Linked DNA regions of Mus musculus: all the other regions are linked to region 4. Evidence: chromatin contacts called from public HiChIP or PLAC-seq and promoter capture Hi-C data. All regions are on one chromosome and are shown on one strand. The core of a region is the stretch at or near the end of the contact, and the rest is flanking DNA. Distances in the headings are between cores, read along the strand shown.

What was found. Promoter capture Hi-C pulls out the DNA fragments that hold promoters and counts their contacts. HiChIP or PLAC-seq counts read pairs in DNA pulled down with a chosen protein or histone mark.
Region 1: an H3K27ac HiChIP or PLAC-seq map of large pre-B cells shows a contact between it and region 4, with 6 times the contacts expected there. The contact joins the promoter of Plbd1 here to the promoter of Gsg1 in region 4. A contact is called at or near these places in 3 of 39 promoter capture datasets (embryonic stem cells, hippocampal neurons and pre-B cells) and 2 of 115 datasets of contacts at active chromatin or transcription factors (large pre-B cells and pancreatic cancer cells).
Region 2: a contact with region 4 is called in an HNF4G HiChIP or PLAC-seq map of pancreatic cancer cells. The contact joins the enhancer-like site here to the promoter of Gsg1 in region 4. A contact is called at or near these places in 3 of 39 promoter capture datasets (cranial neural crest, embryonic stem cells and hippocampal neurons) and 1 of 115 datasets of contacts at active chromatin or transcription factors (pancreatic cancer cells).
Region 3: a contact with region 4 is called in a promoter capture Hi-C map of embryonic stem cells, with 4 times the contacts expected there. The contact joins the enhancer-like site here to the promoter of Gsg1 in region 4. A contact is called at or near these places in 5 of 39 promoter capture datasets (the 3T3-L1 cell line, embryonic stem cells, hippocampal neurons and 2 more).

The regions. Positions count from the first base shown.
Region 1 is chr6:136,660,586-136,663,285 of GRCm38.p6, forward strand. It overlaps Plbd1 (phospholipase B domain containing 1), which reads right to left and starts at 1,308. Exons shown (of 11, transcript NM_025806.2): 1 at 977-1,308. The coding sequence starts at 1,094.
Region 2 is chr6:136,498,192-136,500,910 of GRCm38.p6, forward strand. The region is part of intron 3 of Gm44140 (a long non-coding RNA gene); the gene reads right to left. Among named protein-coding and RNA genes, the nearest start is that of Gm44140, 19 kb to the right of the region's middle. Within about 2 kb of position 1,285, at least 126 of the 459 cell types and tissues checked have an H3K27ac peak or open chromatin away from gene starts, as enhancers often do. A contact at or near this core is called in embryonic stem cells and pancreatic cancer cells, where this site is marked.
Region 3 is chr6:136,406,723-136,409,422 of GRCm38.p6, forward strand. All of the region lies in intron 1 of E330021D16Rik (RIKEN cDNA E330021D16 gene), which reads right to left. Among named protein-coding and RNA genes, the nearest start is that of E330021D16Rik, 7.5 kb to the right of the region's middle. Within about 2 kb of position 1,254, at least 28 of the 459 cell types and tissues checked have an H3K27ac peak or open chromatin away from gene starts, as enhancers often do. A contact at or near this core is called in embryonic stem cells, where this site is marked.
Region 4 is chr6:135,253,078-135,255,777 of GRCm38.p6, forward strand. It overlaps Gsg1 (germ cell associated 1), which reads right to left and starts at 1,259. Exons shown (of 7, transcript NM_010352.2): 1 at 1,056-1,259; 2 at 196-255.

The DNA.
Region 1 (2,700 bases), core at 58-2,557, 1.4 Mb after region 4:
CGTGAGCGCTCATGTGGCGGGGGTAGGGAGGGATGACCAAAGAACATACAGCTAAATCAGGGGAGACATCAGGCACTTCCGGACCCTTCTCATCCCACAAGCCTGTGCCCACTGGGAAGTTTCCAGACATGAGTGGAGCAGGCTTTGAAAGCAAACACTTCCAAATGGCAAGGGTGCGGGTACTCGTTGAGAGACGGTAACGAGAAAAATCAGCGACTTTTGAAAGGGGACACTGCCCGCGTCCCTTCCTATTCTTGAATGGGTCAAACAAGGAGACGATTACGAAATCAGTCGTCCTCTCTGAATTTGACTTTTAGAATCTTCCAAGTCTACGCATCCCACAATTCATTTTGGTCTTGTTACAAATGGAAGGGTGAGACTGGAAGGACACCTGTTGAGGCCTGTTTTTTCTGAAGGGAAGGATTACACCAGTGCCCTCTGGCAACCCAGCTACCTTATCGCTTAGGCAAATTCCTGACTTCCCCCCAGTCGCAGCCTCTGTGCAGTAGAACGGAGACTTTAATCCACTTTAGGATTCTGAGGCCATTCAGAAGAGCTCAGCAGCCTTAAGCTCTGGCCCTGTCCCATATCAAGATGGCATAACCAGTTTGCTATCAGTTCTCTTAAGTCCAAGTCACTTGTCTACTTCTAGAAGCAGAACAAAGGTCAGCTCGAAATCACACCTCAGTCTGATTTGGAAAAATCTCTGGACTGGAGCCTTTTGGACCAGTCGAGGTTGTCCGGGACAAGATATGGGACAGAATTAAGGCCAAAACATTTTACGTTGGAGAGCCCTTGTACCCTCCTTCAATGCCACCGCTGATCCACCTCAGGGCTGGAACGTAACCCGCCAGGCTCCCCACCAAGAAGTACGACCCAAGACGCCCCTAGATGCAAAGCTGTTGGGACTCTGGCCAGCCGCCGGCGTGGGGGTACAGGGCAACGCCCCTAGTCCGCGGGCGGCCGTTCTGCTCACCTGTTGGGTCGCTCTGGCTGGCAGCGCCAGCCGCCCAGGGAGGCTGCAGCAGCAATGGCAGCAGCAGCAGCAGCGGCGATGGCGGCCTGAGGCTCCTGCCAGGGCTGCGGTGGCACATCGCTCCTCCGCTGTGACCTCGGCCTGGTTGGATTAGGTCCCGCTGGCGCCGGCGGTGGCAGCTGTTGCAAGAGCCGCACTTGAGGATGGTAGCAGGGCGCTGCGTTGCAGAGGCCGGGCCGATCTTAACTTTCTTCTGACATTAGTCTTGCCTGCTTGGGCGCTTCACGTGGCCTTGGGAACCAACCTTCGCCCTGCTGAGCCCCAGGCTAGGAGAGGCGGATCCTTTCCGTCTGGTCTGACCCTCCAGCCACCTGTGGGCCAGGCCGGGAAAGTTCTCTGTCGCGCTTTTGGGAAGTGCCGGGGCTGTGCTGCTTTCTCTGGTCGCCTCCTGGAGGGTGGGGCTCAGGGCTAAGGAATCAGTTAAAGGTGGCCTTGGTCCCTGTAGCAGAGGATAAGGAAACCGAGGCAGCAGTGGGTCGCATGCCTCCCCGTAGGTCGGATTCTGTGGCCTTCTGTCTTCTCAGGTCCCTCATCCGTCAGGAATCAGGGCTTCTTGCGCCAGCCTGTCTGACCTCAGGAGCTCAACACCTCCAGACCTTAGCTTTGTGTCTTCATTGGGCGGAGCTGATTCACGCGGGGCTAGAAGCAGATCTACCCCTGAGCTTCCATAGAGACCCATGTCTGGGCAGGACTCGCTGAAGGCAACATTGTGAAGTTGGCCAAGGGTGCCCTAGGTGACATTGTGAAGTAGGCAACAGACTTCAAGCTGACTGAGCTCATCTTTTGCTACTGAACCCAGGCAAGCAAACCACTGTAGCTGGGTTTGTAAAGCGTTCCAGAAGTCGAGGCAGGAGGATTAATGAAAGTCTGAGGACAATTTGGGCTACTGAATGAGACACTGTTTCCAAACACCAAAATATAAAAAATCCAGATAAACAAATAAATATTTTTTAAAAAGTAATGAAGAAGTGCCTTTGTTAGAGGAAGAAATAAATTTGTCATTGCTAGAAATGACACCTGTGAATTATGAAATACAAATCACAATTTCGTTTGGTAATATTCATTTAGTGGAGAAAGAAGCTGCAGGCATTGTAGGGACTGTACATAAAATAAAAACGAAGGTGAACGGTACCTTTGGGTCCTATGGCACGTGGCTAGTGAAGTGTCACCCCAAAAAGTGCAGGTGTGTCTCCATATCCCACTCTGTGACCTCACTGACCCTTCTGATCCAAGGAGACAAGTGTTCAGAGGAGGTGACTCTTTCAGGATGCCTGATGGGGGCTGGGCTCACCCACCTGATGGTTTGCTTGCCGAGTATTTATTGACTTCAGTGTTCCAGGATAGAGCCCTGTATGACACCGGGTCTGTAGAACACCAGACTAGTCGATGAAGTGGTTGGCTTGTTTTGAACGAGCAGTTTAATTGGATTAGACTTTCTTAAACTCAGTACTGTTGAAATTCTGTCCAGTTATGAGTGAGCATATGTGTGTGTCCGTCCGTGTGTGTGAGTGTGTCCTGTGCACTCTGAGGCCTTTAACATCCTTGAAAGTGCCTCCAGACCACGTCCAGTATTCCCCAAGGTAAAAAGTACTAACCTAGCAGAGCACTGTTACAGTAATTTGTGGTACATTTTGACATACTTAAATTGCGTTTTTTAAAAAAGA
Region 2 (2,719 bases), core at 35-2,534, 1.2 Mb after region 4:
CTCCTTCTCTGGCTTGAGAACCCAGGGCAACGCTGTATCAGCAAAGCCCAGTAGGCATTTCAATCACAATGTAACAGTTAATCATCCTCAGACACGACACAAGAGGGTATCAGACCCCATTACAGATGGTTGTGAACCACCATGTGGTTGCTGGGAATTGAACTCAGGACCTCTGGAGGAGCAGTCAGTGCTTTTAACTGCTGAGCCATCTCTCCAGCCCTTGAGACTAGATTTCTTTATGTCACTAGTTCTTAACCTTCCTAATGCTGTGACCCTACAATACAGTTTCTCATGTTCTGGTTGAATGAAAAGAAGAAATAAAAATGAAAGGAAAGGACATGCGTCATCCTAGGTATGGTGGAGAACAACATTTATTACAGGTGTGTGGGAGAGCAGAGGCAAAGGCATGTGGGAGATGGGGAGTGGGAGGGGGAGCAGAGAGGGGAGCCAGGAGGCCAAAGTTACACAAAAGAGGGCAGGTAGCCAAAATGTCTGGATTATATGCAGAATAGCCTGTGTGGAAAAGGAAGCCCATGCCCTAGGCTGGAGAGTTCAGGATGGGGGTGGAGTATGCCAGACTAGGGGATGCTGGAAGAACCTGATTGCCAGGACCTCTTTGATATATTAAATGAGGACCTCAGTTGTTTATTCTGGGTTTGAAAGTTAACAGTGGTGACCCTCAAACATAAAATTATTTTTGTTGCTACTTCATAAATGTAATTTTGCTACTGGTATGAAATATAATTTAGGCATTGCATATGCAGGATATCCAATATTTGACCTCTGTGAAAAGGTTGTTTGATCCCAAAAGGAGTCTTGACCTGCAGGTTGAGAACAGCTATTCTCTGTAGTCCTGGAATAGCTGTGTAGACCAGTCTCACCTGAAACTCATAGATCTTCTTCCGGCATCTGCCTCCCAAGTGCTGGGATTTAAGGGGCACGACACCACACTTGGCTCAAGAGAAGCAAATTTGGAAGCAATGTGTTCCTGGTTTTCTTCAGAGATGGTTTTCAGCCCCGAAGTGAAAAACCACAAGGAGGTGTGTAGAAGTGAGAGCCCAAACACGGTCCTCAGTTAGCTCGAGTTCTTGTCTCATGTTGTAGCTCAGAATGGACTCACAAAACTCACAGTCTTTCTCCTGCCTCAGCCTTCCAGAGGCCAGTCTTACAAGTGTGAATTACCACACAGTTTGCTGTAACCCTCTTAATTGATGGTGTGTAGCTTGTGACTCATGTTCATGTTCTCAAGCATGAGTCAACATTCACTCAGCTGAGGGTGTGGGAACCAAGGACCGCATTGGCCTGCCTTCCCACTCAAAGTAGCTCATCTGATCTCTGGGCAGGACAGGACATGCCTTCCTGCCTCCCACAGCCAGCTTTCAGGAAAATTCCACTCTCATTCTTCAAGGCCTCGAGATTAGCTGCTTAATCTAGCATTTAATGTCGACAGCCTTGGACACTGCGGGTTTGTTTGTTTTGAGAGAAGGCATTCGACTGTTCTGCTCCTGAGGGTGACCTTACACTTCTGACCCTCCAGAGGCTGCCTCCCACTCGCCGGATCACAGGGATGCACCACCACACCCAGTTTATGGGGGTGCTGGGGATCAAATAATAGGAAGCTCTCTGCCTACTGGGCCTTTGTCCCCATTGTCCCCAATGCCAACAGCTCTCCTTTATTCTCTCCGGTGAGCACTCGCTTTCTGAGGCTGACCCATTGTTTTCCTCCCTAGCATTTTGCACAAACTCCTACTCTTGTTTGTCTCCTGAGCTATCTCAGTCGTCCAGTCCAGCCTGGAACTCACTAGCCCATGCTGGTCTGCTGAGTGCTGGGACTACAGGCATGGGCCTCCATGTCTGGCTTTAGAAATTTTCTTTATAGCTGACATATCCAGGTGTTTTCTTTACAGTGCTTGAGAACTGACTGGTAAATACAGGCGAAGCACCGCGCTTTAGGAGAGGTTCAGTTCTTCCTGTGGTCGTCTATACTTACAACGTCAGCTTGAGACAGTAGAAGCAAGAATGGCAGGGGCTCAAAGGTAGCCTCTGTTAGTAAGCTTGAGGCTGCATGATACCTTGTCTCAAAGACAACACCACGCATGAACAAAACCCCTGTCCATACATAGTGCATGCCTGCAATCCCAGTGCTCTGGAGGCCAGGCCAGGGAACTGAGGCAGGTTTAAGGCCAATCTGGCTTATACAATCCGCTCTAGGAGAGTAATTAGTTAAGGCTTTGCTTATAGAAGCAGTAGGGTGGGAACTTGGGGAGAAGAAATGAAGATTGTAACTCACTAGAGTTCCAGCCAATAGGGAAAGCAGGAATGTCTTATGATCAGGGACTTGAAAACCACAGGGTAGCTATTTTTGTCTTTTCTCTATGTTGGTGTGCCTTTCTGCAGAATGGTGAATAGGAAACTGCTTTACTCTCACCAGTTAGTCTCTCATATGTATTCTCGAGGGTCTTGCTTCTCACATCCCTTCTGCCACGGGCAACATGACCAACATGAGAAGGAATTCAAAGTTCTCATAATTGCCTCAGTTCTGATAAGCTAAGGAACCCTATGGGCTTTTCCAGTCCCATCCCCTCCTTACAGCTCCCCCCCACCCCCATCTGCTGTCAAGGCTAGGCCAAGTTCCATTCTCCACCCACAGGAACATTCTTGAGTAAAAAAAAATCTCAGAAAAATGGCAGAATGTACTGATTAATAATCACCTGACCCT
Region 3 (2,700 bases), core at 4-2,503, 1.2 Mb after region 4:
GAGAGGGAGATGATGGAGAGGGAGATGATGGAGAGGGAGATGATGGAGAGGGAGATGATCGAGAGGGAGATGATGGAGAGGGAGATGATGGAGAGGGAGATGATGGAGAGGGAGATGATGGAGAGGGAGAGGGAGAGGGAGAGGGAGAGGGAGAGGGAGAGGAGAGGGAAAGGAGAGGGAGAGGAAAAAGGAAAGGGGGGTATTAATGGTGAAAATTCATGACCCACGTTCCATCTCCCACAGTCCCCATCGAAGCTGTAGAGTACAGGCACTAAATAACAACTCTGATGACGTCCTCACCACACAGGTCATGGGCCAGCTCTGGAGCAGAGGCTCTCCAGTGGAATGCAGTGGGTTCTGTTCGACCCAAGTCTGCTGCAATAGCTTTACTCCCCAAAGGCTGTACCACCAGTCACTGACTCTAAATGTCTGTTACAGTGAGGGGAACCAGGATGATGAAGTTAGATTTACTACTCAGGGTCGGCTACCTGCTCAATCAAATTACACACGGCATATGCTGTGAAACCACAATCATTTTCACAATCTTAAATCATAAACATATAAAAACACTTAATGGCAAACATCCGAGGTCAGGATAACAGCGCCTCCTACCCAGATCACTTATAGATCAACTTCTCACATGCCCAGTTCCTGACAGTTACTGGCCTGGGCTATAGAGTCAGATGGTCTTGACACCCTGAGGCTTGCTCTCTGGGAACCCCAAGGAAGGAGGCTAGAGAAGTCACCATGGGAAGGGAGAGAGAGGAGTTGGGTAGAGAGAATGAAAGAGAGAGAGAGAGTTCGCGGAGAGGATGAGAAGAGAGAGAAGGTGAGAGGAGGAGAGAGTAAGAAGTCTGGTTTATATAGGGAAGAGCCTCTGGGGGAAGGGCAGCTCCGCCCCTGGGCTGGAAAGTTCAGGGTGGGGATCAAGGTATGCCAGGTAGGCCTGAGGGATGCTGGGAGAACCTGGAAGCCAGCTCTGCTTTGGTATGTGAAATATGCACCCCAGCCCCTTGTCCTGGAGTCAGAAACCAAACAAACAGAACAGAGTTAATAGCAAAAGGTAAGCCAGGTCCCTAGCCCAAAGCACTGCTGGCAGATTGGGGAGCCTTGGAAAGTGGAAACTTGCTGAAAAATGGGTGTGACCTTGACCTTTACAGCCTGGGCCTGAGTGCTGCCTGAGGTACTCTCTGCAGTCCCTGCTTCTGAGTCTACTGAGAGGTATGCAGGTGCCCTTGCTGTCTCACCACCACAGCCTCTAGCTGTCCTTGCTGCCACACCCTCCCTCCCTGCCAGGTTGAGAGCAAATAGACCAAGAGGTGTTACAGGATATTTGATTATTGTACCTAGAAAACCTAATAGTTAGCAAACTACAAAAGCTTACATAAATGTCAGATGCAGTTAGGTGTGTCCTGAAGAGAGGTTTGAGTGCGCCTCTAAAAGCCTCCATAGATAAGAGTGCTCAGGAATGGAAAGTCCCTGCCTGGTTTAAAACAAGTTGCTTGGGAGACGTTTTGTGGTTTCCATCTGCTCTATGACCTGAGGCAAAGCCAGCTGGATAGCCTTGAGCTGCCTCACTGTAAAGGTGAAATGATTCGACCCTTACTGACTTGTCTTGGAGTCCCTCTCCTCTATGGTGGTGACATGGTTCAGTCTGGCAAGGGTGCAGGGGAAAAGCTAGAGATTTCTTTTTTTTTTAAAGATTTATTTATTTATTATATGTAAGTACACTGTAGCTGTCTTCAGACACACCAGAAGAGGGCGTCAGATTTCATTACGGATGGTTGTGAGCCACCATGTGGTTGCTGGGATTTAAACTCCGGACCTTTGGAAGAGCAGTCAGGTACTCTTACCCACTGAGCCATCTCACCAGGCCTAGAGATTTCTTTTATAAGCAACTGGATCTCTCTCTCTCTCTCTCTCTCTCTCTCTCTCTCTCTCTCTCTCTCTCTCTCTCTCTCTCTCTCACACACACACACACACACACACACACTCACACACACACTCTCACACTCTCACTCACACACTCTCACACACTCTCACTCACACACTCTCACTCACACACTCTCACTCACACACTCTCACACTCACACACACACACACTCACACACACTCACTCTCATACTCTCACACTCACTCACACACACACACACACCTACCTTTGTGGAAGAAGCTCCAGATAAGAGATAGGGATTTTAGGAATTTTCTCTTTGGGCTCCCAGGGACAGCAGAGAAGCAGCTGTCAGGACATAGGTAAAACACTACTCTAAGAAAGAGAGCAAAGGAGTCCTCTAGGTTTGGAAAGGCTTAAGAGAAGGGTAGACTACCTATGTAGAATGACACAGGTAGCTTTCCCATTTGCACCCAGAGATGACCTTGTGCCACAGCTCTCTATACCCGGTACCCAATGGAAGAGAGCTCATCTCCCAGGAGTACACATCTGTGAGCACAGGTAGGACCACCACTTCTGCTCAAATTTCTGGCCCAAGAGGGATCCACCCAGAGCCATCAGGACACAGGAACCATGGAACAGCTGGGGACAGAATCCTTCCGGTTTCCATCTGTGCCCTGGAGCTGACCCTGTGCCACAGCTCTCCCTACCCAAATTCTTCCTGGAGAGAATTGGTCTCTCAGGAGTACTGACACACAGGTTTGTAGGAGGGAAAAGCCACAGTCAGAGACAGCAAGACCAGCTAACAC
Region 4 (2,700 bases), core at 9-2,508:
TAAATTCCTAACACCAGACGGGACAAGTGTCCTGGTTGCTGTCAAATCCCAAATCAAGCGTTTCCCTATTCCCTCCAAAACGTGGTTCCCTAGGTCCTTTCTGATGGAGGGGTAAGGTAGGCCTGCCTCGTTTTGTAGACACGAGAGGTGAGCACATGAACCCCTTAACACATCTGAGGACTACTGGTTACCTACCTGCTTCCCCAAGGGCTGGCGGGAGAGGTGGGGAGTCCTCTACAGTTTTGTTCTGAAGATCTAAAGAGGTGGAAGGAAAGCGGAATCTAAGGAAAAAGCATCCCAAACTACCAGGCCAGTGGTTAGACCCTTCGCTAGCTAACTGCTCCCGAGGCCCTCGCACCCCACCAGGTATAGAGCACCATCTCCATTGTGCTGCTTGGATTCGATCTTTGATTTGCACCAGATCACAGATGTAGACATGGTAGAGTCCGCGTTTAGACCCGCAACCCTAAAAGGCCCACTGCTTTTGAAGGAACGTGCCCACACAGCAAAGGGCAGGGAGACACTTTTTAACAAAAGCCACAGATTTCGGGTCATGGAACGGCCTCCACAATGAGGCAAGGGTTCAAGTGTCCTGTGCTTTATATCTGTGGCTTCATGTTAACACCAGGCTTCCCCATAACCCTGCCCCCTCTCTAGAGAACTAATCCTGAAAGATACTAACATTTCAGGCACTGACTGGCTTTTGCTATCATGTTCATATCTGTAAGGGCTCCACCAGTTGATGGTTGATGTGTGTACTTTGGGGGCTTCTTTCTGAACTTGGGGGAGCTGCCTGAGCCCACACTGCTGGCTCTTCAGAGCTTTGAGCTCTGTCCCAGTCTCACCAATGCCGCTTTCTTAGGCTAGCTGGGCCTTCTGAACATACTTGCTCACTGCTCAATAACTATACATTACTCCCCTCTCCGTGTGTGTGTGTGTGTGTGTGTGTGTGTGTGTGTGTGTGTGTGTGTTCATGCCACTAGAGATGGGGCTCAAATAGTGAAATAAATATAATTAGTTTTTTTTAACAACATTTCCAAAAGCTGTGTACCTACCTCCTGGGTGAGACAAACATTTTGAGTCAGCTGACAGGAGTTGAAAATGTGTCTCAGCTTCTGCTCTGACAGGTCTTAGTTGCGTGGCTCAGGTGTTGAGGGAGAGGGTGCACCAGGTCCCCTCTTGCCAGCAGAGGGGGTAAGGTGGTATGTGGGCAGTTGGGAGAGGATGAATGCCCCTCAGGCACGCCGCCAGCTTGGGTAGGGATGGGTTACTATGACTTCATTCTGTGATGTCACAGTAGCAGGCAGGGCTCTCTCCCCCGGATGCCCCGCCCACTCCTCTCCCAACCCTAGAAAGACCAGGTTGAGAGAAGGGCACACGCTCAGTACCTCTCAGTCTCCTGAGGTCTTTCAATCGGTGCTTAATGAGTATAAAAAGATCTGGGGAGTTCATTCAAACACAAATCTGAAGGTTAGGGATGGCTTGCATGTGGTGCCAACCAGATCACATTGGCTTGTGAGGCTTGCCCACTGCTGTCAGAGAGAATTACAGTTGTGAGCCACATAAGGCTTAACAGTGTTCTAACACCTCCATTCAAAACAGTGAGATGAACACACACAGCAATAACAATGAACTCTTACCCAGGGCTGGGTGAAAGCCGACATCCCCCTCCTCCCCCACCCTCCAGCAACCACTGGAACCACACTGTTCTCAACATTGCATTAAAATGAAATATAACAGCTAAGTTGCACCATCTACATCTGAAGGGCTCAAAAGCCTCATGTAGTAAGCAGCTACTGTGTTGGCCTTTTTAACTCTAGACCATTCTTGAAGAGGTAATGGTGCAAAAGAGTTGCCATCTTAAAGGACCAGTGTCTGGAAATCTAAGGAGGCATTCAGTATCACGTTTATTTTTATTTGAAACAAGGCATTACACTTCATGTGTAGCTGAGTCTGGCCTTGAACTCTCGATCCTCCTTCTCCTCCTATCTCCCAAGTGCTGGGATGACAGCAGTGTCCACCACGTGTTGAATTTTCAGTTTTGCTTTGCAACAGGCTCTTACTCCAGCTAAAGCTGGTCTGGAACTCACTATATAACAAGGTTGGCCTTCAACTCATGGCAATCCTCCAGCCTCAGTCTCTGAGCACCAAGACTACAGATGTGAGCCACCATGCCAAGTTCACTCTCAGAGTTTTAGTAGACATAATTCAGTTGACGCCGAGGTACAACTCAGCCTCAGGTGTGAAGTCCAGGATTGAAAGGGTCTGGATGAAGACCTGTCCTGTGTGACATGGAACCCTCCATCCCTCTCTAAGACCCTTGCTCTTCCTTATCAAGGCACCCAGATCCTGACCTTCAGGACCTCAGATTCTAGCCTCAAATCCCTTATTCCAGCCCTGAGAATGCTCCCTTACCTCTGAGCTTCTATAGCATGCCTGGTCAGCTAATACAATCAGATTTTTCTTCTTTCTTTTCCCTCCCTTTCCTATTCTCCTTCCATCTTCTCCCTTCCATCTCCTTCCTTTCCTGCCTCTTCGCTTCTGTCCTAGTTAGTTAGTTTCCATTGCTGAGAAGAGACAGCGTGACCAAGGCAACTCTTATAAAGGATAACATTTAATTGGGGCTGGCTTACAGTTTCAGAGGTTCAGTCCATTGTGGGAAGCATGGCAGAGTCTAGGCAGGCATGGTGCTGGAGGAGC